Regions from separate parts of the Mus musculus genome. Here regions 1 and 3 are each linked to region 2. The links are chromatin contacts, called in public Hi-C maps. All regions are on one chromosome and are shown on one strand. The core of a region is the stretch at or near the end of the contact, and the rest is flanking DNA. Distances in the headings are between cores, read along the strand shown. Region 1 overlaps Gm41490 (a long non-coding RNA gene). Region 2 overlaps Gm36169 (a long non-coding RNA gene). Region 3 overlaps Hunk (hormonally upregulated Neu-associated kinase).

Evidence for each region. A called contact is a pair of places that touch in the nucleus more often than the background predicts.
Region 1: a contact with region 2 is called in a Hi-C map of cerebral cortex, with 2.3 times the contacts expected there. The contact joins two enhancer-like sites. A contact is called at or near these places in 3 of 484 Hi-C or Micro-C datasets (cerebral cortex, embryonic stem cells and nephron progenitors), 1 of 115 datasets of contacts at active chromatin or transcription factors (fibro-adipogenic progenitors) and 1 of 9 other capture datasets (embryonic stem cells).
Region 3: a contact with region 2 is called in a Hi-C map of cerebral cortex, with 2.0 times the contacts expected there. The contact joins two enhancer-like sites. A contact is called at or near these places in 3 of 484 Hi-C or Micro-C datasets (cerebral cortex, lens fibers and nephron progenitors) and 1 of 9 other capture datasets (embryonic stem cells).

What each region holds. Positions count from the first base shown.
Region 1 is chr16:90,516,978-90,520,492 of GRCm38.p6, reverse strand. It overlaps Gm41490 (a long non-coding RNA gene), which reads right to left. Exons shown (of 2, transcript XR_876228.2): 2 at 2,952-3,447. Among named protein-coding and RNA genes, the nearest start is that of Gm35939, 6.2 kb to the left of the region's middle. Within about 2 kb of position 1,917, at least 28 of the 459 cell types and tissues checked have an H3K27ac peak or open chromatin away from gene starts, as enhancers often do. A contact at or near this core is called in cerebral cortex, where this site is marked.
Region 2 is chr16:90,672,088-90,675,852 of GRCm38.p6, reverse strand. It overlaps Gm36169 (a long non-coding RNA gene), which reads left to right. Exons shown (of 4, transcript XR_385041.4): 3 at 1-144; 4 at 244-341. Among named protein-coding and RNA genes, the nearest start is that of Gm36169, 3.5 kb to the left of the region's middle. Within about 2 kb of position 2,127, at least 15 of the 459 cell types and tissues checked have an H3K27ac peak or open chromatin away from gene starts, as enhancers often do. A contact at or near this core is called in cerebral cortex, where this site is marked.
Region 3 is chr16:90,495,414-90,499,358 of GRCm38.p6, reverse strand. Hunk (hormonally upregulated Neu-associated kinase) reads right to left here. Exons shown (of 11, transcript NM_015755.2): 11 at 1-3,269. The coding sequence ends at 2,611. Among named protein-coding and RNA genes, the nearest start is that of Gm35882, 12 kb to the left of the region's middle. Within about 2 kb of position 2,153, at least 37 of the 459 cell types and tissues checked have an H3K27ac peak or open chromatin away from gene starts, as enhancers often do. A contact at or near this core is called in cerebral cortex, where this site is marked.

The DNA of each region.
Region 1 (3,515 bases), core at 668-3,167, 160 kb after region 2:
GCATCTGTTAAATGACAGCTGTCTGTGAGGAGCAACTTCGGACGGACGGACGGACGGACGGACGGGTTAGCGGAAACCCCACACTCTAGCTTGGAAACGGTTCAGCTGTCCTGGCCAGTCGAAAGGTCTCAGGAGTTCTGGAGACTCTTGTTTGGGCTCCAGCTTTGGAGATTTCAATTCAATGAGCCGGGGGACCGCCTAGCCCCCTTTTAAATTCTGTTTGTTTTCAAAGCGGAGCATCTCCTGTAGCTGAACCTGAGGCTCACCGCCGTAGCTGGCGGTGTACTTTGGAGGGATTAAGTTGAACCATATAAACTCGGCCTACAAATACAGCAGCTCCAAGTGGCTAAACTTGATATGTTTCTTGAGAGCTTGGCTTTGTTTATCTAATTCATTTCTGTTGTTACAGTAAAAACACCTGAGCCCAGCGAAGCCCAGGCCACCTGGTTTCAGATGCCGAAATCGGACAAGTTCGCTGTCTTGTCAAATCATATTGGTCTCCACTCTCTCACTTCACGTACAGCGCATGCGTGCACCCCTTCCCTCCCTCCTTCACCCCCCAATCACATTTGTTTTGAATGTATGTATGTGTGTAGATGCCTATGTGGAAATTAGATAACAATTCATGGAAGTTGGTTCTCTCCTTCCACCATGTGGGTCCCAGCAATGAAACTCAGGTCTTCAGACTTGGTAGCAAGTACCTTCGCTCACTAAGCTATCTTGCCCACCCAGCATTTTTTCCTCCATTGTTCCTCTTTCACTTGGGAAGATGGGAAGTCTGGAGGTAACCCACAGACTGACCATACTTCTGACACTAAGCACAAAGTTCAGGGGCCAGAGGCCCTGGTCTTAGACCTGAAAACTCACTGACAGGATTGTTTTTGTTGTTGTTGTTGTTGTTGTTACCAGATTTCCTTTAGAAATCCTAAATTATATACCCTCTAGTTTCTCTTTTTGGTATGTGGTCTGCCTTTCGTTAAAATTTAAATCGACTTGGTCATTGTACAGCGTGATGGGCCTCCCCATGACATTTCTATACGTGCAGGTCACATGCTTTTCTTACAGCACTGAGTTTCCTCAGAGGTTACCCAGTTTCCATGTCACCCAGGCCTCCCATGTCATCCTCAGACACTCACTCTTAAACCCTGTCCCAAGTCCAGGTTTCCTCCACCTCCCCGCTGTCCCCGTGCAGCCCTGCTGTTAATGTGTCCACCAGCAACTAAACAAGACCAACGATGACTCTCCAAGTTCGCAACCAGGTATTTTCATCGTTGGCAACTCTTCTTCACTTCTGGTGGGGGGGGGCGGTGATTTGGAGGTGCAGCCACAAAGCTGGGCCCCTCTGACTTGTAAAGCTACAATAGCTTTACATTATACGGGAATGGGAATGCCAGATGGAACGTTCGCGTGACCCCTTCACCCTCTGCTTGCTGATGGATGGATTTCATCCCACATGCTAGGAGGAATTTCCTTTTCCCTTCCTGTCTTGGCCTTCTCCAGTGCTGTTAGGCAGCGGGTGTTTGTTGAGACTTGAATCTTCTGCACTGCAGAAGACACTGTTCTGGTCTGCGCATGCTCTACCTCCAAGAGCAGCAACTCTGTAACAGGTCAAGAACAGCAACTCTGTAACAGATCGAGGATGTTATCCGGGTGATAGGTCACCCTTCCCCCAGGCCGCAGACAGACCCCATAGCCACTTTGGAGCAGCTCTGAATGTCAAGGGGGGAAGAATCTGATATTACATTTAGTCATTGTCTGACCACTTTCTAGATGGGGTGAGTTCAGGAGGGTTTGTAGGTTTTCATTGCCCACGGGTTCCATGCCGGTGGGAAACGTTCATCAAAACATCTACACCAAGCAGCAGGACCCTGTGAAAAAGAAACTCCGGCTGAACCACCTGTCTGTGGAGGCGTATACTGCCTCAAGCCTTTGAAACATAAACGCCAGGGTTTATGGACTCCACGGAGGACCCCAGACACAGGCTGTTTGTGTAGATCCAGGAGCCATTTGGCATCATGCGGATGGGGACAGGCAGGATGCCAGCTCCATATGCCTGTTCCCAGCTGTGGATTATGATGTCTTCATGGCTGCCTTTCATCACAGCTTCCTGCACGGTGCCAATGTGAAGCCCTCCAGGAATCCCCCCCACACACACACACCAGCACACTGAAAAGGGGGTAATGTCTGAGATGCCCCGCCACCCACACTCTTGGCTACAAATGCACTGCAGTCAGCAGTCCGTGCATGTGAGAGAGATGGGGTGTCTGCAATATCCGTGGGGCCTTAAAGACCCCAGGACCCCTCCTCAGCAGTGCAGGATCATTAGTAACAGCCACACCAGGCTTTCTTTCCCACCCCCATCACCTCTGCAGTGGCACTAAACCAAATATCTGAGGCAGGAGGGGTGCCCAGAAAGGCTACCTTCTCAGTAATGGAGTCTGGCTGAGGTGTCTGTGACCAGCGCTTACAGACTTTAAATGCCGAAAGTGGGATAGTCCTGGTTGCACTGGAACCAAGAGATGACCTTACCTAGAGGCCCCCATTCCTTCTCTCACAGCTCCTATAAAGCCCAAGGTGTCGATACAATAGACCCTATTCCACCATAGGAAGGCCATAACCCTGATCTGACTCCCCGTGTGCGCAGGTGCAGCCGACCCATCATGGGCACCTAAAGAAGGCTGCAGGTAGAAGGTAGAAGGAAAACCGCATAATGGAAAATATACTCCAGGAGGTCTGGGCCAGGCATGGAGGGTAACCCCTGAGGCTCTCACCAGCCAGTATGCTTCAGCAACCCGGTGCAGAGTGATTGAAGACCTCACACAGTGTTCAACACTGTTTAAACACCTAGAGGCTGTTTCTAGCCTCTGGCTCTGGGGGAATAAGAGTGGGATATTCTAGACCATTTAGTGTGGAAAGCTTTGATGCCACAGCCACAGGAAACTAACTACCTGTAGGGTGTGAACCTGTGATTATGAACTTGAGGGATGGGTCAGAACACAGAGCAACCAATCAGAGACTTGGACAGTCGGGACCATTAGGGCAGCTGGTAAGGTCCTGAGGTCCAATCACCCCCGGTACCCTGATGTTTAGGCCAAGCTGAGTCCCTGAGAGAAGCTCTACAATCAACCCCTGCCAGCGCCAACCTCGGTCCCTAATTGCTGCTTCCTCTTCTGAGCCTTCCTGGTGGTCTCTCTTCTTGATACTTTCAAGTCTCAAACCCTGTTCCTATAAACAGAAAAGGAGACGTGGGTGCCAAGTACATTCCAGGAAGTCTCTGACCCCAAGTTGGTACGCCATTCCAGTCACTGGACTCAGAGAGTCACTGAGTGCACAGGAAATCCAGTAACGTGTTGGACGGCTCAGGGGCCGTGAGGGCCATCAGGCCACTTTCAGATCTCCTTCCTGCTCCTGATAGGTCAGGTCACTCCTGCAGGGAAGCCGTGGCACCTTCAGGGAACAAGAGGTTGCCAGAAAAAATGAGAGTCAATTCATAGAGTCTAGTGACTGGTGCCAAA
Region 2 (3,765 bases), core at 878-3,377:
CTGTCCAATCTGCAGATGGACGAATGCTGTAGTTTGGATGCATCCTGTCCTGCAGGTTCTTGTGTTTGAACACTCAGGCCCGGTTGGTGGTTCTGCTTTTAGAGCGCTATGGAAACTTTAGGAGGCAAAGCCCACCTGGAGGAGGTGGGTCACTGTGGGGGGGGGGGTGAACCTTGAGGGTTTATAGCCCGACTGTGGCCCAAAGTCCTGTTCACCCATTACTTCCTACATCTCCTACCACAGTGGCCCCACTATAAGAGGCACATAGTGTGGGGAGCCGCCCTCACGTTCACCGTTGCAAGATGGCGCTGACATCCTGTGTTCTAAGTGGTAAACAAATAATCTGCGCATGTGCCAAGGGTAGTTCTCCACCCCATGTGCTCTGCCTTCCCCGTGACGACAACTCGGCCGATGGGCTGCAGCCAATCAGGGAGTGACACGTCCTAGGCGGAGGATAATTCTCCTGAAAAGGGACGGGGTTTCACCATTCGCTCTCTTGCTCTTGCTCTCTTGCGCTCTTGCGCTCTGGCTCCTAAAGATGTAAGCAATAGAGCTCTTGCGCTCTTGCTCTCTGGCTCCTGAAGATGTAAGCAATAAAGCTTTTGCCGCAGAAGATTCCGGTTTGTTGCGTCTTTCCTGGCCGGTCGCGAGAACGCGTGTAAGAACATAGGTTCGTGTGCTCACAGATAAGCATGGGGGATAGGGGCGATCAGGAATGTTAAACACACCAGGTTTTCTCTTCAAAGAGAGCAATGCATCACCTGTTGTCCACCCAGAAGGCTGGGAGCAGACATGGTGACTTCTGTGTCACTGAGACCACCCCAGATCCCTTATCGTGAGCTTGTCAGCCAATAGAAACCATCTTTATATAAAGTGTCACATGTCATCAATTTATAGAATGTATCTTTATGGGAGATGCCGCACGTACCTTACACGGAGTTCAGTGTAATTGTGTCCTAAGCTTTGCTGTGTACATGGGATTGAGTTAATTATCACCAAACGGTGCTGTTTAAATACACCTAAAATAAACAAGTTGGGGTCAGACTCTAGAAGTTGATCCAACACTGGCTACTGAGTAGTGTCAAACTGAACTATCTTCTTACTCCTTTCGGTTACCTCTGTTGTTGTGGTCTCCAAGATCCTGACACCACCATGCCTTCCTCTCCAGTAGAATTATCCTCTCAAACTGTGAGCCCAAGAAGATTTTTTTCTACCTTTAAATTGATTCTTGGTGAAAGCAACGAGAAAAGTAGTGTCGGGATGCAGCTTAGTGGGAGAGGGTTTGCCTAGCGCACAGAAGACTCTGGGTTCGATGCGCAGCATCAGAGAGAGAGAAAGTAACAATACAGGGGGCAGAACATGACTCTTGCAAACCCGACCGTGTGGCTCATAGGTCTTTGAATCTGGTTTGCAGATGAAGTGTGGGAGCGTTTGGAGCTGTGGGTGAGAGAGGCCCCAGAATTGCACGAGGAACTTACGGGACCACCGTTGTGGTGGGAGTGTGGAGGACTGAATGCCTAGGGAAGCAGACAGCGGAGGTCTGGGTCTTGAGGCTCAGGAGGGTTCATAGGGAAATGAGGGTTCTGTTGGGAACTGGGCCAGAGACATTTCGTCTTACATTCTGATACAGAGTGTCTGCAGACGTTCTCCCACTACACGGAGAACCCGAGTGAGGCTCCGCCTCCTGTTCTGCTTTCGAAGGGGGCGGGGCATTTGTTAAGCAAACCAGTCTATGGGTTTGGGACAGAACGATCTCAAAGGGTCCATTTAATTTATCGCGATCATAACACTATGTAAACTGGCAAAAGCTTCCTGAAGTGCAGCCCGTCTCCAAGAGCAGGCCTAACGTCCTGAGAGTGCTGCCAGGTTTAACACTGGGTGGGTGAGTCTTGGCTTTCAGAATGTACTGGTGCTGAAGGATTCGGCTACAAAAAACTCTTAAAGCCATACTGTAGTAAACGAATTTCCTTTCTGATGCTCTGGCCTGCATGACCAAAGTGTCTCGTTTTAGACAGAGAGCTACAGTGTGGAGAAATTTGCTGGAAAGCACTCACTACTGGGTCTGAGAACTCGGCCAACAGCCACATCTTTCCAGCCATTTCTAACAAAGGGAGTGTGCTGACTGCTTGGCGCCCTCTTCTATGGCAAGGGACACCTGGTGTTGAGAAATGCAAGCACATGGCTCAGCCTACAGAGGGCCCTTGATGGAGTTATAATTAATGTGCCATCTGCCACCTTCAAGATTTAGTGGCACAGAAAATGCTCACCTTTATGACGAGTTCTGAAAGAAGAAAGAGAAGGTCAAAGTTCCTGGCACGTTTGAGGGTCACAGAACGTTGTCCCTGGGTTGCAGATAAAACCCAGGGCCCCGGCAATGCTGGTACAGTGCCCTATTGCTGAGTCACCCACCCTGCCCTTAGAATCTGGAGACCCTGCTAAAAACAAACCAGGAAGATTGTCTTCAGAAAAATGCATGGCCACAGCTCTACAGAAATGTCGGTAAGCAAGTTCAGGAGTATGAGGAGGGGATGGTGAGAACAGGAAGACATGAATTCTGGCACAAGCCTTAAGCAGTGAGGCCTGGCACTCGCTGGGTTATGTGGGAGTGGCTGTCCGATTCCCCGGACCCACTGCCAAATGAAATCACTGGGGTCCTTGGTTCAAAAAGTACTAAGACTTTTGAGAGGACAGTAACAGAGTATGGAACCAATCTTGGGTCCACCCCGATGCTCAATAAGGAAAAAGCCACAGTGAACTCTCAGGTATTTCTAAAGCCATGGCCATACCAAATAGAAGTCCTCCTTCATAAGTGTCTATGACCTTGATACCTTGGTATTACAGTGCTCTTTTATGTCTCAATATGAAGCTCATATTTACGGTAGATTAGGGGGAAATAAAGAATGTGTTATGAAGTTTTTGACCCCTGGGAAGAGATCATAGACTCTTAAAAGGGGAAAACCACATGAAGATCATATATATATATATATCAAAAAAGAAGACAACAACAGAACCCAAATAAACAAGTGCAGAACACCCAAAGCCACTCCATGTCCCTCCCTCCTGATCTGACACTGATTGTTAAAGTCTATGGCTGCCCCTCACCACAGACAACTGTGGACAGACTGTGGACAACTGGACAGACCATGGACAACTGGGATAGAATGGCAGAACACAACTTATTTGTCATCCGACCACGTATCTTGGCAGGTGGCTCTATACAAAGCCACCTGCGCAGGGCTGTCTCTCTAAGGAGAACATAAAATATGATCTCTTTAACACCTTTATATTTATTTTAAAGTTATATTCATCACCTGCACAGCTATGAAGAAGACACTTTCTAAGAACTGTGAAACATAGTTTGTGTCCTTGACTTACCTCCCTGCCCCCACGTGTCTTCCTGGGACTTTTAACCCCAGAACAGTTCATCCTGTCTTTACCATCATCTTTCTAGGTGAAATGCTGACCTGCAGTCTGGGGAGTGTCCCATTTCCACCATCTGCTGGCTTTGACAAAGACACTCGTTATTTGTAGAAGCTTGATTTTTTTCTTTTCTTTTCTTTTTTCTTTTTTTCTTTTTTTTTGAACATGCCTCACATCTTGGTAATTTCCTCTGTGGTTTCCAAGATAGAAACTATGAACACCATGTTCTAGGTCTTCCTTGCTGTTGAGAAGTAGCATGGGATTTAGGCCTCACCCACTAGGTGCACATCCGCATTCAAGAATGAGTCCATGATGGAAGGGGAGAAGGAGAGGGGCCATCCTGTG
Region 3 (3,945 bases), core at 904-3,403, 180 kb after region 2:
ATGAAGGACAGACAGTCATGGGTCAAACAGACAATACACTCTGCACTTAACAAAAGGATAGCCACATTTTCCGTATAAATATAATAAAACAATAAAGAATTTAACATTTCTTCTTTCACGCGGTTTCCTAGACTCGTCTGTCAGGTGTTTATGTGCGCCCCAGAACACAGCTTGTCTCCCTCCTGTTCTCATTTGCCTCTCAATGGGTCCACTGCCTACTGAGGACTCAGGTGGGTAACCTGAGTTCAGAGTCCAAGGTACCAGTAGCAACGCAGGCAAACTAGTTGTACATCTGACGCTGTTCTCGAAGCATTTGAAGGATGGGAGACTCTTTCTCCACAGGCTCGCACCAACACAGGCACACATACATACGAGAAAAGCAAACAGTCAGAAAAAGACATAAAGGGCTAGGAGAAAGGGGGCGGGCACAGTACACAGGTACACATCCTACCAGCTTTGCAGAGCCAGATGCCTGCAGCTGGCAGTTATCTTTTAAAAGGACTCTTCACCCGTCAAAGCTCAAACACGTCACATCAAATACGGAGAGCGTCTGTGGATGGCTCTCCTCTTCTCTCTGCTTAAAGAGTTCTATTTTCAGTGTCAAGTCCTGGGAGCTGAACGGAAGCCATGCTGAATGAAGAACACCATCAGCTCTGGGAGAAAAGCCTGGCCTCCTCCTGTAATGGGTCCTCGGGAGGGAGTCAGTCCCTCCCTAAAGTTTAAGTAGTCCAGGTCTTACCAAATTCAGCCAGGACTAGAGCAGCTTTCTTCCAGGGTCAGCCAAATCCGTGTTCTCTTCTAGTTCAGTCAGAGCTCTGAGAGGCCAAAGGAAGCCGCCCGCCACCAGTAAATGAGAGGCAGTTGTACTGTGTCTCAGCCCTCACTGGCAAAGGCCGGCTTTGTGACGTCACAGAAATTTGCCCACTTTAGAATCGATGGACCAAGATGATGAACCTGGCTTCCTGGCTACAGCTCTGGTCTCTGACCCCATCTGAAATAGTCAAAGGCCAGAAGATTCTGAGCTGTTCCATAACTTCTAAACTAACTGTGGTCCAGCCCGTGCCAAGTCTTCCCCTCCTGACAACAGTGCCCTTTGTCCTCTGCTAAGTACCAGGGCCCACGATGCACACAGAGACAGTCCTCCATCCAGCGCCAGCCGGACAGGATCAGACAACACCAGGTTCCACAAGAGACACACAGAGTGGCACAGTCACAAAACCGGAAATGCATCTTTGGTTCAATCCTGGAGGGGAAGGTGCAGATTACAGCATGGACTGAAAGCCTGTTTGGGGGGCACTGTTTCCTTTGGGGACGAACCGTCTTGTGAGCGTGTTCCCAGGGGGCGGCAAGCCTGCTCCTAGCTCCCAGCAGAACAGCTAAGTTCTAACCACGGCAGAACAGCATGACACAGCGAATTCCCTGCTTCTTGCTGTCTCAACTCTGCTTTAAGAATCCTTTCTCTCTCTCCAGAGCCATCTGGAGCTAAGTTCTATGCCTTCTGCTGTTGCCACGGTATAAACACAGGATGGCTAGGCTACTATCCCTTAGGCAGGCAGGCCACTGTGGTCCTCCTGTTGCCACCCAAGCCAGCCTTTCGGCCATCTGAGCTGCAGCCTCTCAGAAAAACAAAAACACGTGAATTTGGTAAAACTACTTTTCATCTGGCCAACTAGTTTTTGTTTTTGAATTGCTATTTTGAGCCAGACACGGATATATACTTGTAATCTCAGCACTTTGGAGACTGAGGCAGGAGGATCATGAGTTTGAAGCCAGCTTGGGCTACTTAATGAGACCCTGTCTTTAAAAAAAAAAAAAAATTTAATTAATGACTTCATATAAAGAAAGATCTCTTTGGACAAGTTCGTTCAATCCTCAGCAAATTTCAACCCAAAAAGAAAAGGTCAGGGGAAAAAGAAAGAGAGGAAAGAAAAACCTGTCAAAACGTTGCACAGGAATGAGCGTTTAATGAGTCTTCGTCTTCCTCCTGGGTTCTCTCTGCTGGGTTCCATCTCTGTCTGAGGCGCCATCCCATCTTCCTCCCGGTCCAGCACTGTGACTCAGCACTCTGTGGGGACTCACTGTTAGGGAAAGGGGGGTTGCTTCCCTCTGTAGAGGGATCCCTAGGTTGGGTGAACGTCCTTACCAGCGAGTGGCACGTCCGCGTGAGACTGTAACTGACCACTGACGGTCAGTTACAGAACTGTGAGAGACACACAGAGCGGAGGGGAGGGACAACCTGGTACCAGTCTGGAAATCTGATTGGCCCAGCAGATGGAGGTGTGGTTTTTAGCTCTGAGCCCACTGGGGGGATCCTGGAGAGGGCTCAGTGATTGGTGATATAGCAAAGAAAATCTCAGGCTGGAAGGTGTGATTCCCACAGTTCGCCCCCTCCCCCTCCCCCTAGTCGCAGCGTCTCAGAGGGTCCCTAAGTAAGTGTGTGGACTTTGAGTCTGTGGACTTCAGCTGATACAAGCGTGGGACTTTGTGTGGCAGGTATAAAAGAATAAAGGATGCTCCCGTGAGGTTGTTCACCCATGCCCTGGTGCCTGCCTGTGTGGAGCCCTGTTCCGTGGCTGTCCTCACAGAGACCCAGAATCTTGCCATCCCAGGTTAACACTGGCCCTTGACACCGTCGGCCATGTCAAAGGAGAGGCTGGAGGGGGCTGTGGGCTGCAGAGGGGACATGCTGGCGTCCAGGGACCTCTCTGAGGAAGGCTGCAGGCTCTGGTGCCGCTTCCTCAGCATCTGTCCGATGCCCATCATGGGGAACCGTCCCCTGCTCTTCACACAGTTGGGGCTCCCCAGAGGCTGCAGGAGGCCATTACTGGGAACGGGAGGCGGTGAACACACACCCTCCTCTTTCGGGGGGCTGTTCTTTTCTTCGTGGGCAAAAGAGACCAGCGTGGAATGCAGTGGAGTTTGGAGAGGTGAGGTACTTCCGGACAGCAGCCCCTGGGAGAGTGTCCTCTCACTAGAATTCCTACGAGCCAGGCTCACAGGCGAGCTCAGGATCCTATAATGGTGAGAAGGGGACAGCAGTTCTATGTGGTCCTCTCGATCCACAGACTCAAAGGAGCGTACCATATCCAGCAGCAGGGGCTCTTCCTTGGGGAGGATGCTGGCACTTCCCGGCCCTGGTTGGTGTGGCTCTAGTTTCTTTACAATCCTTGGTGTCCTGGGAGGTGGGACAGGGATGAATTCCATGGAAGAAGAAGCCACACAATTGGAATCAGAGGTTTTTCGGAAAAGATTGCGGCAGACGAAGGAATCTACATACCAAGGAAACAAGACCATGAAAAATAGGTTCAGAAAGAGCACACACAGCCATTGTGTTCATGCCCTCCCAACCACCACCCCCCACCCCCAGCCACCACCCCCAGCCACCAGCTTAACTGAGACAAGCAAACTAATGCAAGCAGGAGGAAGCAAACACCCTAGTCTAGTTAGAGGAAGAATCAGCCAGAACATCTGAGGCCCCACAGAACCCCACAAGTCTTTCTAGGGTATAGGAGGCACCAGGCTAACCCAATTCAACAGCCACTCTATTTTGGTAACTGAAAATCCCAGAGGCTTTTGAACAGAGGTTTGCTGCTCAACAGAACATCCACTAAAAGCTAAAACGTCCACAGAGTCTGGCTTACTGAACACCCACATATCTGATCTTCCTTCCAACTGCTAACTATGGAAAGACTTGGGTCCTCTCAGATACTTTCTTACAAGTTTGCCATGGTAAAAAAAAAAAAAAAAAAAAAAAAAAATATATATATATATATATATATATATATATATATATATATATATGTAACAGAAAGTTTACCAGCTCAATTTCTTTCACTCAACAGTTTGGCAAAGACACACAGCTATTTTATCCTGCAGAAATAATGCTGCCATTGAAGACTCATCCATTCTGTCTTGTTTCCCTACACTCTGACAACCCCATTCCAC